Linked DNA regions of Mus musculus: regions 2, 3, 4, 5, 6 and 7 are each linked to region 1. A link is a contact called in public HiChIP or PLAC-seq, capture Hi-C and promoter capture Hi-C data. All regions are on one chromosome and are shown on one strand. The core of a region is the stretch at or near the end of the contact, and the rest is flanking DNA. Distances in the headings are between cores, read along the strand shown. Region 1 holds the start of Pycrl (pyrroline-5-carboxylate reductase-like). Region 2 holds the start of Ly6a (lymphocyte antigen 6 complex, locus A). Region 3 holds the start of Arhgap39 (Rho GTPase activating protein 39). Region 4 holds the start of Lrrc14 (leucine rich repeat containing 14). Region 5 holds the start of Tonsl (tonsoku-like, DNA repair protein). Region 6 holds the start of Cpsf1 (cleavage and polyadenylation specific factor 1). Region 7 holds the start of Scx (scleraxis).

Evidence for each region. Promoter capture Hi-C pulls out the DNA fragments that hold promoters and counts their contacts. HiChIP or PLAC-seq counts read pairs in DNA pulled down with a chosen protein or histone mark. Capture Hi-C pulls out chosen DNA fragments and counts their contacts.
Region 2: a contact with region 1 is called in a FOXA1 HiChIP or PLAC-seq map of pancreatic cancer cells. The contact joins the promoter of Ly6a here to the promoter of Pycrl in region 1. A contact is called at or near these places in 1 of 39 promoter capture datasets (hippocampal neurons) and 1 of 115 datasets of contacts at active chromatin or transcription factors (pancreatic cancer cells).
Region 3: a contact with region 1 is called in a promoter capture Hi-C map of erythroid cells, with 6 times the contacts expected there. The contact joins the promoter of Arhgap39 here to the promoter of Pycrl in region 1. A contact is called at or near these places in 1 of 39 promoter capture datasets (erythroid cells), 1 of 484 Hi-C or Micro-C datasets (B cells) and 1 of 115 datasets of contacts at active chromatin or transcription factors (bone marrow-derived macrophages).
Region 4: an H3K27ac HiChIP or PLAC-seq map of double positive thymocytes shows a contact between it and region 1, with 7 times the contacts expected there. The contact joins the promoter of Lrrc14 here to the promoter of Pycrl in region 1. A contact is called at or near these places in 4 of 39 promoter capture datasets (the C10 cell line, liver and pre-B cells), 1 of 484 Hi-C or Micro-C datasets (double positive thymocytes), 2 of 115 datasets of contacts at active chromatin or transcription factors (bone marrow-derived macrophages and double positive thymocytes) and 1 of 9 other capture datasets (liver).
Region 5: a contact with region 1 is called in a capture Hi-C map of macrophages, with 6 times the contacts expected there. The contact joins the promoter of Tonsl here to the promoter of Pycrl in region 1. A contact is called at or near these places in 1 of 39 promoter capture datasets (pre-B cells), 2 of 484 Hi-C or Micro-C datasets (both in embryonic stem cells), 2 of 115 datasets of contacts at active chromatin or transcription factors (embryonic stem cells and pancreatic cancer cells) and 2 of 9 other capture datasets (liver and macrophages).
Region 6: a contact with region 1 is called in a capture Hi-C map of macrophages, with 2.7 times the contacts expected there. The contact joins the promoter of Cpsf1 here to the promoter of Pycrl in region 1. A contact is called at or near these places in 2 of 39 promoter capture datasets (embryonic stem cells and liver) and 2 of 9 other capture datasets (macrophages and pancreatic islet).
Region 7: a FOXA1 HiChIP or PLAC-seq map of pancreatic cancer cells shows a contact between it and region 1. The contact joins the promoter of Scx here to the promoter of Pycrl in region 1. A contact is called at or near these places in 2 of 115 datasets of contacts at active chromatin or transcription factors (pancreatic cancer cells and pro-B cells) and 1 of 9 other capture datasets (liver).

The regions. Positions count from the first base shown.
Region 1 is chr15:75,920,277-75,922,891 of GRCm38.p6, reverse strand. Pycrl (pyrroline-5-carboxylate reductase-like) reads left to right here and starts at 1,332. Exons shown (of 6, transcript NM_025412.2): 1 at 1,332-1,516. The coding sequence starts at 1,426.
Region 2 is chr15:74,996,739-74,999,353 of GRCm38.p6, reverse strand. Ly6a (lymphocyte antigen 6 complex, locus A) reads left to right here and starts at 1,323. Exons shown (of 4, transcript NM_001271419.1): 1 at 1,323-1,475; 2 at 1,737-1,819. The coding sequence starts at 1,750. All of the region lies in intron 1 of Gm28068 (a long non-coding RNA gene), which reads right to left.
Region 3 is chr15:76,816,842-76,819,456 of GRCm38.p6, reverse strand. Arhgap39 (Rho GTPase activating protein 39) reads left to right here and starts at 1,291. Exons shown (of 12, transcript NM_001168288.2): 1 at 1,291-1,465.
Region 4 is chr15:76,709,312-76,711,926 of GRCm38.p6, reverse strand. Lrrc14 (leucine rich repeat containing 14) reads right to left here and starts at 1,286. Exons shown (of 4, transcript NM_001358891.1): 1 at 1,000-1,286. It overlaps Recql4 (RecQ protein-like 4), which reads left to right and starts at 1,368. Exons shown (of 22, transcript NM_058214.3): 1 at 1,368-1,534; 2 at 1,616-1,649; 3 at 1,729-1,826; 4 at 2,019-2,159; 5 at 2,376-2,615. The coding sequence starts at 1,451.
Region 5 is chr15:76,638,636-76,641,250 of GRCm38.p6, reverse strand. It overlaps Tonsl (tonsoku-like, DNA repair protein), which reads left to right and starts at 1,322. Exons shown (of 26, transcript NM_183091.3): 1 at 1,322-1,397; 2 at 1,478-1,573; 3 at 1,661-1,803; 4 at 2,228-2,411. The coding sequence starts at 1,373.
Region 6 is chr15:76,606,305-76,608,919 of GRCm38.p6, reverse strand. Cpsf1 (cleavage and polyadenylation specific factor 1) reads left to right here and starts at 1,329. Exons shown (of 37, transcript NM_053193.2): 1 at 1,329-1,585. The coding sequence starts at 1,442.
Region 7 is chr15:76,456,125-76,458,739 of GRCm38.p6, reverse strand. It overlaps Scx (scleraxis), which reads right to left and starts at 1,302. Exons shown (of 2, transcript NM_198885.3): 1 at 554-1,302. The coding sequence starts at 1,138. All of the region lies in intron 3 of Bop1 (block of proliferation 1), which reads left to right.

The DNA.
Region 1 (2,615 bases), core at 83-2,582:
AGCTGCATACACTTTCCGACAGACTTGAGGCCAAGTCTCAGCCTTGAACATTTCTGGGTGCCGCCCAGAATACACAAGTTCTTTACACTCATGTCCCTCACCCCATAGAATGGATTTTTGTCTCCATATTGAGGATTCTGCAGGTTCCCTGTTGCTACCTGAGACAGTTAATGTCTAAGAAGGAAAAGCCTTATTTAGCTGTAGTTTTTAGCTCCTGGTTTTACAGGTGTCCATCTAATGTCAGGCAGACTTAGTGCTTGTAGGCTTCAGGTGGGGTCTGGGGAAAGATTAGGAAATTATAACTCTTCACCTCGCACAGTGAGAGAGAGGGAAGGACTGGCCATCACATCCCAATTGTGGCAAGCAGGAGATGACCATCTTTACTGTGGGACCTCACAGTCCAAAGACAGCATGCACTGCCCTTCTAAGTGCTGTGTTCTAGTTTGCCTAATTATGCACATTCAAAACAAGACAGCAACAAACCACCTGTATGCTGGTGGTTGTTTGAATTGGTAATTTGGATGAGACGAAGGCTGGGATCCTGATCATTTTATTTATTTATTTATTTAGTTAGTTAGTTAGTTAGTTAGTTAGACAGGGATTCTCTCTGTGGCCTTGACTGTTCTGGAATTTGCTTTGTAGACCAGGCTGGCCTCAAACTTGAGCTCCACCTGCCTGGGACTGAGACCAAAGGTGTGTGCCACCACAGCCAGGCTTCTGATTGCTCATGAAAACCTGCCTTTTTTTCTGTTTTGGGCTTCTTGATTTGCTTGCTTTTTCTTTCCTCTGCTCTCACTTTAGCTAAATGACTATACATATAGCCAGCTAAGTGACTAAATGTCACTATATGTGGAATTCAATACAGATAACTATTTTGGTGAGACACTAAAGCACTCAAAAGTTTTTTTTAAATTAAAAAATAAGTGCTGTGTATTAGTGACTGATGGTTAGTGCTGCTTTTAATGTAGAGAACCAGAACCCACTCCGAGGACTGAACCCAAGGCACCCAAGCTAGGCAAGAGCTTGGAGTACCTACCTTACACCCCAGGCCCATCCTGGAGTGGTTCAAGCGTTTTTTGGTTTTTGTTTTTTTTGTTTTTCTCCCCCTCTAAATCTCTCTGTAAGGGTTTTGGAGAGACTCTAGCTAGCTTCAGGCTTCTCAGGAGGAATTAGACAGCCTGCTTAGGACTAGCTCCCCTTCCTTTCTCTTCTTTCCCCTCAGCAAAATCACTGACCAATGGTTTACCAAAGCTTGGGGGAAATCCCGCCTCAAGCGTCAAAATCCAAGTGTCTGCGCCCGCCCCGCCCCGCCCCGCCCCGCCCCTCTGTCCTCCCAAACCCGCCCAGTCGCTTCTGTCGGTCAAAGCAGTTCTAGTGGGCGGGACCCGCTGCCGCAAGGACGAGAGAAGGCCAGCTCAGAGCAGGATGGCGGCGACAATGTCTGAACCTCGGCGTGTGGGCTTCGTGGGTGCAGGCCGCATGGCGGAGGCCATTGCCCGAGGCCTCATCCAAGCAGGTGGGAGGCGAGGCCTGGCTGGGGGAGCTTTCGTTCTAATGGGAGGAGTTCGTAAGCCTTGGCGGGAGGGGCGCACGTGGTACACCAAGGGCCAGTAGGGTGAATTCGCTGGTTTCCTGGGTGAGAATCATACATCAGGACTCTATTAAGGCCTCCAGGATCGCTGGATGAGTCCGCAGTCCCTTCCCAGGCCGGTGAGTGGGCATGTTAGGCGAGGTGTGGGGGAAAAAAACCAAAAAAAACCAGTTCATTTATTTAACATTGATTGTATTGGTGAATATTCCTTTAAATGTATTGCATTAAAGAATATTACGATTGACTTCACGTGTGACTTCTTTGTAGTGGAGTTTGCTTGTTTCTTTTCTTTTCTCTTCTTCTCTTCTCTTCTCTTCTCTTCTTTTCTTTTCTTTTCTTTTCTTTTCTTTTCTTTTCTTTTCTTTTCTTTTCTTTTCTTTTCTTTTCTTTTCGAGACAGGGTTCATTTGGCCTGGAACTCCCAGGTAGACCAGGCTGATCCTGAACTCAGGGATCCACCTTTTTCTGCCTCCCAGAGTGTTGGAATTAAAAGTGTGAGCCACTCGCTGACTCGCTTTTAACTTTTTATCTCCTTAATGTGGCTGCGAGTTTCTAGTTCCATATGTGGCTCAAATCGTGCCTTAGATTGAACCGACTTAATGCCAAGTTAAATGTCTGACGTCCTGGCCTCTTCCTCCTCAGCCTCTGGCTTAACCAAAGGCTACCCATTCCTCAGCCCCCACTCTCAGAGGTGGGCAGCTGTGAGGACACTCGGGAGGAAGAGGATTGGCCCTGTGCTCTGAAGAGTGCCTGCTATCGCTGGTTTGTCATTTCTTTATGGCAACAATACCTTGAATTTGAAGACTGACGTTTCTCCACCAGTTCCAAATGTCTGCTACCTGGAGCTTGAGGGGTATGGTGGGGAGAGAGGCAAACTCTTCCGGGCTGAGGACTGCTGGTGTATATAACTGATGTTTTACTGGCCCAGCACGGCTGTACAGTATTTAGAAAACTTTATGAACAGATTGCGGGTAGAGGAAGTTGGTGACCTTTGGCTCTCTGCTTTCAGTTGTATTTCAAAGTCC
Region 2 (2,615 bases), core at 74-2,573, 920 kb after region 1:
GCAATAGGTCTGTGATAATGGGCAGAACTCTCTATACTCAGAAGGGAGGACTGTCACCTGGGGTTCCAGCCATGACTCCCTCCTGTTCTCCGCCAAGCACAAGTGGTCTCAGAAGATACTAGAATATAGAGGATACAGAGGATTTACTGAAAGAGGGACTCCGTGTACTGCTTTTATGATGGGGTGAGATTTGGTGGTGACTAAGCTGCTCAGAATTTATGCATATTCCTGTAAGTGACCTCACCCATCCTCTGGGGGAAAAAAAGCCTCATAACCTCATTGGGTGGTGACATTGGCAGGGTTTATCACTTGGATCTTTCCTTGCCGCTTTTTCTTTGTTTGCAGAGGCTTGCTGTCTCCTGCTCTTTCTTTCACATACACTTCTTCATGCATGAGCCAATACCGAGCACAGCATGTGACAGAATTAGAGAGACAACATTTCTTGCTTGCTCTCTTCCTCTTACCACTGTGCTGGGTTATGCGGTGTTGGAGGCAAACTGTTTGCTTATATGATATATTATAGGGTAAGAAGGAAGGGGTTTTTAGTGGTGCTCGGGCAGAGGCCATGGAGTGTAAGCAGCCTTCCCTGCTTAAGTGGGGTGCGCTCAGCTTCACTGATGCTGTGGTCCATTTTGGGACTCAGTTGTCCTGTGAGCACAGCTGTTCATTTGCTGTGGTATCATCTCAGGATGATTTCCAGCTCAGGTCTCTACCTCTGTCCAGCACACACAGCCCCATACATCCCCAAACACATCAGACACTGCTTGGTAACTTCCATCCCAGTTGCCAGTTAGTTCTTGCCTCAGGACTCTCACTTTGTGGATGCAAGAGCCTACTGGGGGCTTGCTCACCAGAGCCAGTCTTTAAGTATTTGTAAATTGTTTTCCTGCTTATAGGAAGGAGGGCCATTGGCTCTGAGCCACTGCAAACCATACCTTCTATTTAGACACAGAAAAAAGCCAGGTAGTGGAGGCAGAAGTATCAGCGGCTGTTGTGCACCCCTTTGATAGCTGTGTGTTGGAGCCAGCCTGTTCTACTGAGCAAGTCCTAGGACAGCCAAAGCTACACAGAGAAACTTTGTCTCAAAAAAAAAAAAAAAAGTCAAAAAAAAACCCAAAATAAACAAACAAAAAACACGAAGCTAAACAAAACAAAAACTAGTAAAGGGCTGAGCAACTTGACTTCTTCCCTTGCTTTCTAATTGGCAAGCACAAGTCAACTGTGGCCTCTGGCCCTCGGCCCTCTCAGTTCTCCTGCACCATGGTTCCTCCCCAACTGCTATAAATCTGGCTTGATCAGGTCACAAACAAATCTTGCTACCTCTTAACCAATAAACATGATGGCCTGGAAAAGGTTAAGTACTGAAACCCCTCCCTCTTCAGGATGCCAGCTGGGAGGAGCTGAAGGAAATTAAAGTACTTCAGTCCACATCTGACAGAACTTGCCACTGTGCCTGCAACCTTGTCTGAGAGGAAGTAAGGACTGGTGTGAGGAGGGAGCTGCTAGGTGACAAAGGGAAGAGCCCTCAGGATAGGGCTGGGGTTGGGAGTGTGGGATTAGGAAGGAAGAGCTGGGTGGGTGGTGGGTGAGAGAAGTAGGCAGACATGTATTCCTCAGGGAAAGCTGTGTGGAGGGTTGGAGGGAGGGAAGATCGGATGCCTGAGCTCTGTGAGAGCCCAGGGATGTGATTGGGGGTCTATTAATTGGCTCCAACTTCCAAGGTTTTATCTGTGCAGCCCTTCTCTGAGGATGGACACTTCTCACACTACAAAGTCCTGTTTGCTGATTCTTCTTGTGGCCCTACTGTGTGCAGAAAGAGGTGAGGTAGAAAATGAGAGAGGGGCAGAAGGATACAATGGAGATGGAAAAGGGCCTCAGGGTTGTGGGTACACCTACACTTCCATTGTGTGCCCAGTACCCGAGATGTGCTGGGGTCATGGGATTGGGAATGGGCTTGTGGTGGGTGAAGCCTTCTGTGGTGGGGTGCTTTACTGGGTCTGTAAACCTGTCAGAACCTGCCTTGCAACCATCACCACATACCAAAAGGACACGTGGAGCTCAGTATCTCTGCCACAGAACCTGGCCACCAGAGCAGCCTGTCCTTAGACTCTACCCTTCTGCACTGGCCTCCCAATCAGGACACTGGCCTGTGTGCACACAAACTGGAAGAGCCTTCTTTTTCTCCCCAGATGCCAAGTCAATGGATTTGGAATCCTTATTGCCTGGACTTTGACTTTTCCTTATGTCCCAGCCCATGCCACATGAGACCCAAATGCTATGCCTTCTGTACTCTAAGAAATTCTGAGCTCTAAGATACGCCTATACTTGTAGTTACATGTGTATTGCAGGAAGCCTCATGGTGAGCCTCAGCTTTAAGCTGACTCTGGGAAGTTCTGTGCTTTGTCATGCTCCAATACCCAGGGGCCAGCTCTGCAGGTGTAGGGTAGGACAGGTCAGAAGAGCCCTCTCTATTTGGTGGCCCCAGCATCTACTTACACACCCACTCACTGCTTCAGCGGACATTTGGTATCTATATCTTCCCAATATGGTGGCTGTCTCTTTAATATCTCTTGGGGTGCACATGTCTCCTGTGGGGCTGTGTAGCTGAGACAGCA
Region 3 (2,615 bases), core at 42-2,541, 900 kb before region 1:
TCTGTCAGGCATTATAGGTGGTTTTGAGTCACCTGACATGGATGCTGGGAATTGAACTTGAATCCTCAGGAAGAGCAGTATTTACTCTTAATTGTCAAGCCAAGGTAAAAAAAAAGTTTGGTTTTTTTTTTGTGTGTGTGTGTGTGTGTTTTTCTTTTTAAAGTAAAGAACTGGTGTCGGGCAGTAATGGCCCACGTCTTTAATTTCAGCACTAGCAAAGTGAGGCAGGTAGATAGCTCTGAGTTTGAGGCTAGTCTGGTCTACTGATCGAGTTACAGGACAGCCGGGGCTACACAGAGAAACCTGTCTCAAAAAACGAAAACATGAACAAACAAAAACAACAACAACAACACTGAATATTCCGAAGTCTGGGAGGGTGACAAACGCACTTGTAATGTGTTAAAGACGGATTTTAAGTTTGAGGCCAGCCCGGGTACACAGAGCAAGAGCTCGTCAAATACAAAAAACCCAAATGGCAGCTGAGGATGTAGCTCAGTAGGTAAAGGGCTTTCCTAGAATGGGTTTCACCTCCTCAGCTGTGTAAACCGGATATGGTGCCTGTAATCCTCGCACAAGAGAGATGAAGACGGGATTAGAGTTTCAAAGTCATCCTTCGCTACATAGGGAAGTTGAAGGTCAGCCTGGGCCATCTGAAATTCTCTCTCTTAAAAAAAATTAATAAGAAGTTAAAAGGGCCATGGAGTGGGTAGAGGTGCTCTCTGTGCAAGCCTGATGATGCGAGTTCCGTCATTAGAACCCATGGTGAAAGGAGTTGTCCTCCGATTTCCACACGGACACTGTTGGCACGTGCGTGCACATGCTTCACACACAATACACATTACAAAAAAAAAAAAAAAAATAGAAAAGAGAGCACATTTAAAGCTGTGCCTGAGTTACTACGAGAATAGTCAAGGAAATAAAAGGAGGAAAATAATAAAGGGAAGTTACAAACATGGAATACGCAGAGTATTTTAGACAATAGCTACCTTTCCAGAGTCAAGGAAGAGGTATATCTCAAGCTTAGGAACCCCAGCAGGGCTAGAACTAATAGAGTCACGCCACACCCACGTTAGGACACACCTGAGGTGACCCAGACCTCCAGAAGTGGGCGGGTACAGGTGAGAGCGGAACGGCCGGCTAGCGCGGCATCGGGGGCGGGGCCTCCGACAGAGGCAAGGCTCCCTCGGAGCTCCCGAGGGGCTGCGCGGTGGCGCAGGCGCATTGCAGCCTCGCGGGCGGCGCCCCCTGGCGGCGCCACCATCCTCGCGGGGGCGGAGTCGGAGGCGGGGGGTTGCGCTTGGTGACGGGGGACGCGCGGCCGCAGCGCACTGGACCAGCGGCGGAGACCCAGGACGTGAAGCGCTGGCTGCGGCGGCGACGGCGGCCGGGAGCCGCCGGGAGCTGGGGCGCAGCGTGCGGTCGGTGATGAGGGGCAGTGGCGGCGCTCCGGGCGCAGGGCCGGCTGGTGAGAGCGCGGGAGGTGGGCGGCGCGGGCCGGGAAGATGGCGGAGAGGCCTCGCTGCGGCCCCACGGCCTGGCCCAGGCGGAGGCCCCCCAGTCCAGTCGTGCTAGAAATCGGGGCCCCAGGTGACCCGGTAGGGGAGGGTCCGCAGGAGGACGCCGCGGCCAAGGGCCAGGGAGTGTGAAGGCGGGTTTGCGTAAGAGCAGGGGCCCGAGGGTGGTGGGTGTGAGGGTGCCATGGTCTGCACGCGTGCCCGGCCTTTGGATGGGCGTGAGTGCGTGTGTGTCCCTGGCCAAGATAGTTGTGTGCGAGCCCTTTGCTTGAGGTGGTTGGGGTTGGGGTGGACCTGATGGTGGGTGTGAGATGTGAGGGTGCCCGGCCTGCAGACAGGTGTGTGTAGTCAGCCCGAGGACAGGTGTGCGTGCGTTCTGTGTCCAGGCCCAGAGCCGGTGGTGTGCTTGTGCCCTTTCTGTGCACTGGGCTCCGGTCCGTTTGGGGGTGGTGAGAGATAGTGCTTGCCGAACGAGGATCTTGCGGGCTAGGCTTTGTCCGCGATGCCCGGCAGTCGGTGGGCGTCTCTGGGTCGGGTCGTGGCTTGCTTGCGCGTGGTGCGCCCTGGCTTCGCGGCAGGGCCTCTGCGGCAGGCTCGGGTGGTCCTCTCCCCGGCCTTTCAGACTTGGAACTCCCTGGGCGCCTGCTGTTTGGCAGGCGTGGGGTGGGTGGGGGCTGCGAGCCGGCAGGCTGTGCATCCCGGGCCAGGCAGGCTGTCTTTATTTTAAAACGTGCTGCCCGCTTCGGGCGCGGCAGCTGTGGGTGTGTTCCATGCTGCTGCTCACCGCAGCTGCTGTGGGCGCTACGCAACCTTCAGCCGCAAAAATGCGGCTGGACCCCCTCCCCCTTCAGTGTTGTTCGGGTTGGCCAGGCCTCCAGTGACCTCTGCAGAAAAACGTACAGTTGCAAGGCTTCAGTTCCTCCCGTGGTGCAGACAATACGGACGTTTGTCTTTGGGAGCTAGGGAGGGCAATTGAGCACTGCGTCCTGGGCGCAGTCTGTAAACAGCAGGTGGTTTTGTCCCTGCTCCCCTTTTTACAACGAACGTGGGGGGAAGGGAATTAGAAGGAGAGGTGTGACTGGATAGTCCGGAAAGCCAGTC
Region 4 (2,615 bases), core at 37-2,536, 790 kb before region 1:
ACAGCCACATGGAACTGATGCAGGTGCCCCCTTTTGACCTGAAGCTTTCACATGCACATGGTGTATTTTCCTACGACTAGGGAAAGTAAATATTTTCTAAAGTGAAGTAAATCCCAGACCTCTCTTCCCACCAGACTGACAACAGAGGATTCCTCCAGAGCCAGTAGCCTAACATCCTGACCCTCCACGTAGATGTGCCTTTGGAGTTAAAGAAGTCTAACACAGCTTAGTGAGTGCCAGGCTCTGGGGTTTTTTTTTTGTTTTTGTTTTTTAAAGGATCCTGTGAACAGATGGTGTGCAGCATCTGAGACCAAGGCCCTGAGTTTGAACTCCAGAGATAGCGGATTTCTAGGGTATAACTAGGCAGAGAAATCCCTGAGGAAGAGCAACTCTCACCCTCTGTGGTCCTTGTCTCCTATTCGGGTACCTCCTCTTCACTGAGAAACCATGTCTTAAATTCACGAGATTCATAACGATCCAAGCCAAAACTGCTAAAGCGTTCCAGCTGAGAAGCCACATACAAAAGATCCTGAGCCTGAATGATTCTTGCTATCCTGGGTCAGTAGACTTCCTGTGGGCAAAACACCTTACCCTCAGAACTATGCTACAGTCCTCAGCCCACAACAGAATGGAAAACCAGGGCCTAGGCCTTACGCAAAGCCGCAGCAAGGGACAAGACTGGGGACCAGAAAGACTGATGAAGCCCAGGGTTTGCTTGCTTCTAACATCTCCTACGAGTCCTTAAGGCACGCGTCCCTGGGGAACCCCGCGTGACTGTCCTTGATCTGGCTCTAGCTTAAGATAATAGGACTGCCTAACTGACAGGACAAGCCAACCAAACACCTGTCATAAGAGGAACCGGTGGCAGCCCGCCTGGCCTCCAAGCAAGGATTGCTTCTGGGTGATGCTACTGCACACAGGACACAGCGGTCTCTGCGGCATACAGACGCGCACGCTCGGATCCTTGGAGAAAACAAAAAGCCCGGAACATCAACTGACCCGGGCGAGCCTGGAGCCACAGGCCGAGACCGGCCTCGCCCGCCCCTAGGTCTCCCTTCGCTTGCGGCCCATCCCCGCGCGCCGGCGGCACCTCCCGAGAATCCGCCTCAGCCGTGGTCTTCAAGCGCCAGTCCCCGTCGAACCTGCCGTCCAAGTGCCCTGACCACTAACGGCTGCTTGACTCTCAGCTCGACTCGAATCCCAGCCCCGCGGCCCCCGCTCATCCGCCTCCCCGACTACCAAGGCCTGCAACCCTTCCTCGCCCAGCAAGCCTCGCCCAGCTCCGCGCAGCGCCGGGGCGCGCTGTGATGACGCAACAACTCATAGGCCCGCCCCCTCCCCGGGGGGCTCAGAGCATCTGCAGCACCGCCCGGCGGCCGCTCTCATTGGCTAAGGACAGGACTTTACGGTGGCGGCGGGAGATTTCCCCTAAACTCACGTTCGGGCTGCCATGGAGCGGCTCGCGACCGTTCGCGCGCGGCTACAGGAGTGGGAACGCGCTTTTGCACGGCTGCACGGGCGACGGCCAGCGAAGGTGAGGTGGAGTTAGGGTCCGGACAGGGGCGGCAAGTGGGGGATCCTGGCGCAGCCTGTTGCTGACAAGCTTCTCTCCTAGGGGGATGTGGAGGCGGCACCTGAAGAGACCCGCGGTGAGCACTGGGCTGGTGGACCAGGGACAGGGCGAATGTTAGTGGGTATGCCCCTGACCGCCGACTTCTGCCTTCCCAGCGCTCTACCGTGAGTACCGTAACCTAAAGCAGGCGGTGCGTCAGGCTGACGACAGACATCGTGTCCTAGAGCAATCACTTGCCGAGGCAGCTGAGGAGGTATCAGTGAATCCCACTCTCAGCGGTCTGTGGTCCAAATGGCAGGAACCGAGAGCATTTTGCAGCCGTGCCTCCATGGAGCACAGAAGTTGGGTGGCCAGGTCCTCCCATGGGGGTTAGGGGAAGCTTTAGAGGCACTTCTGTGCCCATGCCATCTTTTAAACTGGTCTAGGTTGCTACTATCTACTGCAGGCACAGGAGCCAAGCTGCTGGGGTCCCCACCTGAGTCGAGCTGCAACGCAGAATACGCAGTCTATGCCAAAACAGAGCCTACTGAGTTCTGTACAAGACTATGGGAAGAGGCTCAAAGCCAATCTGAAAAACACAACACAGGTAAGACGTGGAGGTGAACCCAGAACTGCCTTTGGCCCTTGGGTGGTTTGCCAGGGTCCTTCTATGTCCACCCTTCCTTATAGCACGCACGTACGCTCCTGTAATAACTGGGACTAGGTTCCTAACGGTGCTCAGGCATCTCCACTCTTATTGTCTGTCCCAAACTTCTGCAGTAACCCAGGTCCTGAATTCCGATTTGCTGTTCTGTCTTTCTAGACTGGACCAACCCAGAGCAGAAAACTCCAGCTTCAGAAGAGATCCTTGTCCACAGTTCCTGCCCCAAGGCCACCAGGCTCAAAGACTGAATCCCCCTGTCCAGACGAAGCTGACGATGCACTTCCTCGGGTTCCTGAGCCCCGGCCGAGGCTGGGCCAGCTCCAGCAGCTCCGATCATCCCTCAGCCGGAGGTTGACTTCCCTAGACCCTGGTTGGTTAGAGAGGTGTCACAACAGAGTT
Region 5 (2,615 bases), core at 73-2,572, 720 kb before region 1:
GGTCCTGAGTTCAATTCCCAGCAACCAGAGAATGGTAGACGGGCAGAAATGCATCTGAGGAACAGGGTAGCCCCTGTTCTGCTCCCAGGAGGCCATGAGGGCGTTGGTCCCCAGGGAGGCTGCAAGGCTCACAACCATCTGTAATGGGGTCTGATGCCCTCTTGTGTGTCTGAAGACAGCTATAGTGTACTCATATGAATAAAAAATAAATCTGCCAGGCCGTGGTGGCGCGTGCCTTCAATCCCAACACTTGGGAGGCAGAGGCAGGCAGATTTCTGAATTCAAGGACAGCCTGGTCTACAGAGTGAGTTCCAGGACAGCCAGGGCTACACAGAGAAATCCTGTCTCAAAAAAAAACCAATAAATAAATAAATAAATAAATAAATCTTTAAAAATAATAATGTCTAGAGGAAATGGGGGTAGCACTACAGTATACCTGTAATAAAAAGGCAGGCTGGGAGCTGGAAAGTTGGCTCGGTAGTTAAGAGCTACACTTGCAGAGGACCTAAGTTTGGTAACTAACATCCACACGATGATTCACAACAAGCTGTAACTCCTCTTCAAGTTGCCCTCTTCAGCCTCTTCAGACACTAGGCACACGGCAGGTGCACACACACACACACACATATATATATATAGGTAAACACATACGTGAAATTTAAAAAATCTTTTTTTCTTAAAGATTCATTTATTTACTATATCCAAGTACACTGTAGCTGTCTTCAGACACACACACATCAGATCTCATCACGGGTGGTTGTAGCCACCATGTGGTTGCTTGGACCTGAACTCAGGACCTTCAGAAGAGCAGTCGGTGCTCTTAACCACTGAGCCATCTATCCAGACCCCCCTCCTTTTTTTTTTTTTTTTTTTTTTTTTTTGTCTCTCTGTGCATCATTGGCTTTTCAGGAATTTGCAATTTGCTCTGTAGACCAGGATGGCCTCAAATTTAGAAATTTGCCTGTCTTGGCCTCCTGAGTGCTGGGATTAAAGGCGTATGCCACCAAGCCCGTCTAATCCTAAAAAAAAAAAAAAAAAAAAGGCAGGTAGATTTCAGGGGAGCAGGGTCAGTCTGTAGTCCTGGTAACTCACCAGAAAGGGCACTTCCTGCTTGGGTGCCCGTACTCTGACAGCAGCCTTGAAGGCCCAGATCCTACCCAACAGACCTTCTGCCACCTGATGGCGCCAGTAGGACTACAAATCCCAGAAGGCCTGGAGTCTACCGCACTTGGGCCACCGAAGGGGCGGGGTTAAGCATGCGCTCAGAAGAGTGGGTGGGCCTTGCGTGTTATGGGTGGAGTGAGAAAATGGGCGTGGGCTCAGGGAAGCGCGGGAAGTGCAGATTTTCGCGGCGGCGGTGGCTTGTCTGGCTATGACCCTGGAACAGGAGCTTCGCCGTGAGTATTTTGGGGAGTGCATGTCGGGACGCAGGGTGTGGATCGGGTCCTGGGTTAGACTCGATTCTCTCTTCCGGCAGAGCTGAGCAAGGCCAAGACCAGGGCCCAGAGGAATGGACAGCTGCGCGAGGAGGCGGCCTACTGCCACCAGCTGGGGGAGCTGCTGGCTAGCCACGGTGAGCCGGAGCGGTGAGAGGACTAGCTGGAGGCAGGGGACTGGCTGGGTGATGGCGCACCTTGAGCACACGCCCCTCTTCCGGCAGGCCGCTTCAAGGACGCTTTGGAGGAGCACCAGCAGGAACTACATCTGCTAGAGAGCGTCCAGGACACTCTAGGCTGCGCTGTGGCCCACCGCAAGATTGGAGAACGGCTGGCTGAAATGGAGAATTACTCTGCTGCTCTGAAGGTACAGGACCTTCACTTGTTGAGGAGAGAGGGCTAGTATGCAAATAAGTATTCAGGGACCTTTGACTTGGCAGGCAGTCACACCCTTCTTATGTCTACTTGGGGCGCTGCCTGCCTCTTGGTGGTGGTGGTGGGGAATGGATGGGTTTGTGACAACTGAATGAGGAAGGCTCAGGACCCACTGCTATTGAGAGCAACACTCCATGCAGCCCTTAGTGGTCTCCCATGACAGCACTGCTGCAGGGCAGAACAGCCATTGCCATAGACAGTCCTTTGCATAGAAAAGATAGGACATGGGTATACCCAACTCTGTCGAAATTTGGGAAACAGAAGGGTCTCTTTTCTAAGAGTAGCTTCCTCTGGTATCAGACTGCTGGAGTTGCTGGGAGTCGGATCATGTCAAATGCTTTTTCTTTCTACATTAGCACCAGCATCTCTACCTGGATCTGGCTGGTTCCCTGTCCAACCACACTGAACTACAGCGAGCCTGGGCCACCATTGGCCGCACCCATCTGGATATATATGACCACTGCCAATCAAGAGATTCCTTGTTGCAGGCACAAGCTGCCTTTGAGAAGAGCTTGGCTATTGTGGATGAGAAACTAGAGGGTATGTCCCCTTTCTTGGATTCTCCCCATAGGCTCCCTCTGGGCCCTCCCTTTCCAAGGCCTGTGTTGCTCTTCAGGCTTGAACCTGTCAGGCACCTGCTCCTTCTCTATATTCTACGTGCAGCAGACTCCTGGCTCACTCAATAAGAGATGGGATAAAGGGTAGGAGTGCCTGAAAACCCCATATCCTGGGGGTGGGGGTGGG
Region 6 (2,615 bases), core at 80-2,579, 690 kb before region 1:
CATCCGTAATGAGGTCTGACTCCATCTTCTGGTGCGTCTGAAGACAGCTACAGAGTACTTACATATAATAATAAGTAAATCTCTGGGGCTGGAGTAAGCAGAGGTTCTGGGTTCAATTCCCAGCAACCACATGATGGTTCACAACTATCTGTACAGCTATAGTGTATCATATACATAAAATAAATATTTAAAAAATTATGTATATATGTGCCAGCATGTCTGGGCAGCTTTCGTCCCAGGGCTTGGGAGGTAGACTCTGAATTCGAGGCTAGTTGGGTCTACAGAGTTTCAGGACAGCCAGGGCTATGTAGTTGAGACCTCATCTCAAAAATCAAGAAAAAGAAAAAAAAATAATTTCTTTTGCTTGCTTGTTTTTGTTTTTTGTTTTTGTTTTTGTTTTTTTTTAAGAAAAGTTTTCTCTGTATAACCATGGCTGTCCTGGAACTCACTTTGTAGACCAGGCTGGCCTCAAACTCAGAAATCTGCCTGCCTCTGCCTCTGCCTCCCAAGTGTTGGGATTAAAGGCTTACACCACCACTGCCCAGCCAACAAAATACTTTTTAAAAGAGATCTTTTTTTTTAAATTTTATTTTATTTTTATTAGGTATTTTCCTCGTTTACATTTTCAATGCTATCCCAAAAGTCCGCCATACCCACCCCCCCAATCCACTACCCACCCACTCTCCCGTTTTGGCCCTGGGGTTCCCCTGTACTGGGGCATATAAAGTTTGCAAGTCCAATGGGCCTCTCTTTGCAGTGATGGCCAACTAGGCCACCTTTTGATACATATGCAGCTAGAGTCAATTAAAAAGAGATCTTTAGTGTGATACAGGGGTGATCTACCACATCACCTCATCTACAGAGTGGGGTGGCGATATTGCATGTTTCTGTATCCTTTTCCAAGCCTATATACCCTTGTTTTATTTTCTGGGATTTAGCTAATGAGGCAAGTCTTGAAGGGTACAGAACAGAAGGAAGCAGAGGTCCAGCACCCTCCAGCTCTGTGACGAGGCTCATCAGTCCTTTTTTTTTTTCTTTCTTTCTTTCTTGTTTTTTTTTTTCGAGACGGGGTTTCTCTGTGTAGCCCTGGCTGTCCTGGAACTCACTCTGTAGACCAGGCTGGCCTTGAACTCAGAAATATGCCTGCCTCTCTCAAGTGCTGGGATAAAAGGCATGTGCCACCACGCTTGCTCGTCAGTTCTTATCAAGCTAGGCCACTAGGGGCCGCTCTTCGCTCGCAGCCACGGCGCGCAGGCGCAGATGCGAAGCGGCCCGGAACCCTGCTTCTCAACCACCTGGTCCTCTTAGAAGGCGGTCCGGGCAGGAAGCGCAGGCGCAGTACTTCGGAACCCGGTGGCTGGGTTGGCGCGCGCGGCCGGACCGAGTCCGCTGCCGTCCCTGTCCCCCGAGTCGGCGGCTCCGGCGTGACAGTGGCGGCGACATGTACGCGGTGTACAAGCAGGCGCACCCGCCCACCGGGCTGGAGTTTACCATGTACTGCAACTTCTTCAACAACAGTGAGCGCAACCTCGTGGTGGCCGGCACCTCGCAGCTCTATGTGTACCGCCTGAACCGCGACGCCGAGGTAGGCCGTGTCGAGGCAGTGCCGCAGTCATTCGGCAGGTTCCCCAGTGCAGGAGCTGAGGTTTGCCAAGGGTCTTTGGGCCCCAGAGCCAGTTCATCGCTGCCTCGTTGTTTGGCCTCATCCTACCCTGCCCGGACACCTCTGCCCGCGGTCTACTGCTTGTTCTTTGGAGATCGATTTTCAGGAGATTGTTGCACACCTTCCACGAGCTTAGCAGCAAAGACAAGCCAGTGAACCCTTGAGGGCGATGATTCTTTAGGAAGTCAATACTGCCACACACAGACGGCCACAGTGTCTCTCTAGGAGTAAGACCCAATGAAGGAGACTGGGTGTTTCTGTACAAAACAACCAGAGCTCTTTCTGAGATTGAGCAGATTTGTTGTGGAAGAACGTTTCTTCCTAAAGGAGCAAGGCTGGATGTTTCTCGGGGACAGACTATTGTCAGTAGATGTAGTAATGTGGAATGAATTCATCAGTACATTGATAACGGGGGTGTTTTGGTTGCTAGAGAGACAGCAAGCGGTTCAGGAAGCCCTCCCCCCCTCCCCCCAAAAAAAAGGCAATTTCCGTGGCTCTTTAATCCCAGTTCGATCCATTAATCCCAGGTGGAAGCAGACAGATTTCTGGGTGTTCCAGTTTAAACTATTTCCAAGCCATCTAGGGCTACATAGTGAACCTCTTGTCTAAAAACAAAGCAAAAAAGCCAAGAAGGCAGATGCTTTTTTTAAAAAATTAGACTTATTCATATTCATTTGTGTTTGCTTGTATATATGTATGTACACCATATGCATTCTTGGTGTCCATGGAGGTCAGCATTATGGATAGTTGTGCCATCAAGTGGGTCCTCTGTAAGAGCAACAAGTGCTTTTGATGGCTGTGCATTACTGCCAACATGCAGTTTACTGGGGTGGCAGAACTGGACAGGGAAATCTCACCTTCATAGAAGATGTGTTTTAAATAGACAAGGAAGTGTGGGGGAAGTATGTGGGAGTTAGGCAAAGGGGTTTCAAGGAAAGTTAAGTTTTTGTGG
Region 7 (2,615 bases), core at 53-2,552, 540 kb before region 1:
TCTCAGTTCAGCCTTCTCCCCTAGCCCCTCTACTGCAGGTCTCAGTAGACCAGGGGAGAGGCAGCAGGTGCCCATAAGCCTTGGGGTGGAGGTGGGCTGCGGGGGCGGAGGGGTAGTGGCACATCAGCCTAGTGGGGGCATCCCTTTGACTGCCTCACTGTTTCACATTGTTCCCCTCTGGATGGAAGCGTATAGATATACTTCTTACTTCTTGAATTCACCTCCTTTCACTTCTCAACTTGATGGGAAACGAGCCTGAAAGTAAGGCCCCTCTGCCCTGCCAGGTTCCTGCTGCCTGCCCTCCCTCCCGGAACTTCTGGGTGGCCCATCTCAGCATTACTTCTTGATCCTGTATTTGCAGGTCCCTATGACCACTACCAATGGGAGTCTGTGTCCCAAGGTATGGCTCCTCTGTGCCCTTCCCTCCTTTGGGCACAGCTTTGTTGGCAGGTGTAGATGCTAGGGAATGCTGCCCCTGCCCTGCACCTCTCTGCCTGGCAGGTGTGGGCTGGTGAGTACATCGGGGCCCCTCGGTGCTCCCAGCCCTGCTCACCAACTTTCTCTGGTTGCTGAGGCAGAAGGTGCAGATCTGTTTGGGCTGGGTGTTCTCGCCGCCGTCTCTGGCCAGTGGTGGTGGCGGCGGCGGCGGTGGCAGTGGGCTGCCCGCACGACCGCTGTGGAAGAAAGCGGGTCCCGAGTGGCATGGTTGCCCGTCGCCACAGGCCTCACCCACCAGCAGCACATTGCCCAGGTGAGAAATGTAGCTGGAGGCCAGGCGCAGCGTCTCAATCTTGGAGAGCTTGCGGTCCGCTGGCTCGGTGGGGATGAGTGTGCGCAGCGCAGTGAAGGCCGTGTTCACGCTGTTGGTGCGGTCCCGCTCGCGCGCATTCGCTGTGTGCCGCTGCCGGGGCTCGCGGCCTGGCCGCCCCCCGGGTCCTGGCCCGCTACCCGCGGCCCTCCGTCCTCCTGCCCGCCGCCGGGCGCCCTGGAGGCCACAGCGCGCAGCATGCACACGGCAGGGTTTCTCGTCGGAGCCCGAGCTCTCGCTTCCGCGGTCCTCATCCTCCGACAGCGGGCTCACCTCAGGGTACAGGTAGCGACCCGGCGGCGGCGCTGAACGCAGCATGGCGAAGGACATGGGCCGGGCAGGGGGCGCGGCGTCAGCTCCACCGTGCGCTGCTCATGCCGCCTCTTTAGGTCCCCACAGGCCGCCGGGCCAGGGGTCTCCGCTGCGCCCCGCGGTGGCGGCTGCCGGGTGAGGCGGGCACATGTGTTCGGACTGGAGTGGGGCCGCCAGCCGAGCAGTGCCTTTATAGCAGTCAGCTCCTCCCCCGCGCCTGGCCTCCGCCTCCCTTTCTGGCCTGGAGGAGTTTACTCAGAGCTCGTGCGTGCACCTTTTCCCTTTTAATAGCCGTGCCTAGAGGGCCCCCGAGCATCTTTCTGGTTGGAGCGTTTCTGGGGTGCTACTAGTGCCCCAAGACAATGGTGCCCATCCCACCCATTCTACAGGGCAGAAGAGAATAAATCAAGAATCAAGAGGCTTTCTCTCCTGGCATGCCTAAGTTCACCCAGCTGCCCTGGCCCTGAGTGCCTGGCCACACCCTGTCTGACTCTCCTTCCATGTGCACTTGGGTCTTTTGTGCCAGGCCGTGTGTGTGTGTGTGTGTGTGTGTGTGTGTGTGTGTGTGTGTGTGTGTATGTGAGAGAGAGAGAGAGAGAGAGAGAGTGTGTGTGTGTGTGCACTCATGGGGGTGACTCCAGCAGTAGCAGTCTAGAAATGGGTGTGTGTGGTTGGCATGACTTGACTCCATGGCCTGTGCCTTGTGCCAGATCTTACCCCTTTGACCCATCCTGCTTGGGGGCCCCACCCCCATCCTTGCTGTATGCTTCATGGGGCTTCTCAAAGCCAGTGCACACGTGGATAAGAGCTAAGATCGGCACCTCTCCATCCCTCCAGTTCGGAAGTGGCCCTCAAGGTGGAGAGCGTACAGCAAGAGCATGGGGCATTTCTGGGCTGGTGTGGACAGGTGCAGTGGGACGAGGCCCAAGGGGTCTTGCTGAGGGGCTGCTGGCACTCATCTGTGCTAGTTATGTCTGGGCCCCTCCTCCCTGTGGCTACTGTTGCAGGAAGTGGCCGCCTGGGCAGCAGTCCCCAGGCTGGGAGGAGTGAGGGTGGTGGTGGCTGGCAGGGGCTGAAACCAGGAATGTGTGTCCAGGAATGTGGCTGCTCTGCCCACTGAAATGGGAGGGGGAGGATCAGTGGTGCTGGAAGGGGGTCCTTGACCACCTGCCGAGCAGAACAGGTTTGTCTCCCTGAGGTTGGGGTGGGGTCTTCCCATGGTTCCTGCCTTGTAAACTACCCACTTGTACCTAAGGCTTTTGCCAGGGGAGGGAGCCCATAGGCGATGAGGTCATCCCTGTCTGTGGCTGCCCAGAGCCTTGGCCAAGGAATCCAGTGAGGGGGGAGGCTAGGGTTGGCATCACTTCAGTGGAAAATGTGAAGGTAAAGCTCAGGCGCCTCCGAGGGCTTGGGGGAGGGGCATAGCACCCCTGCCGCGCCACGTCAGACATCGGGGCCAAGGCTAGGGCGGATTTTGGGTCACTTGGCTTCTGGG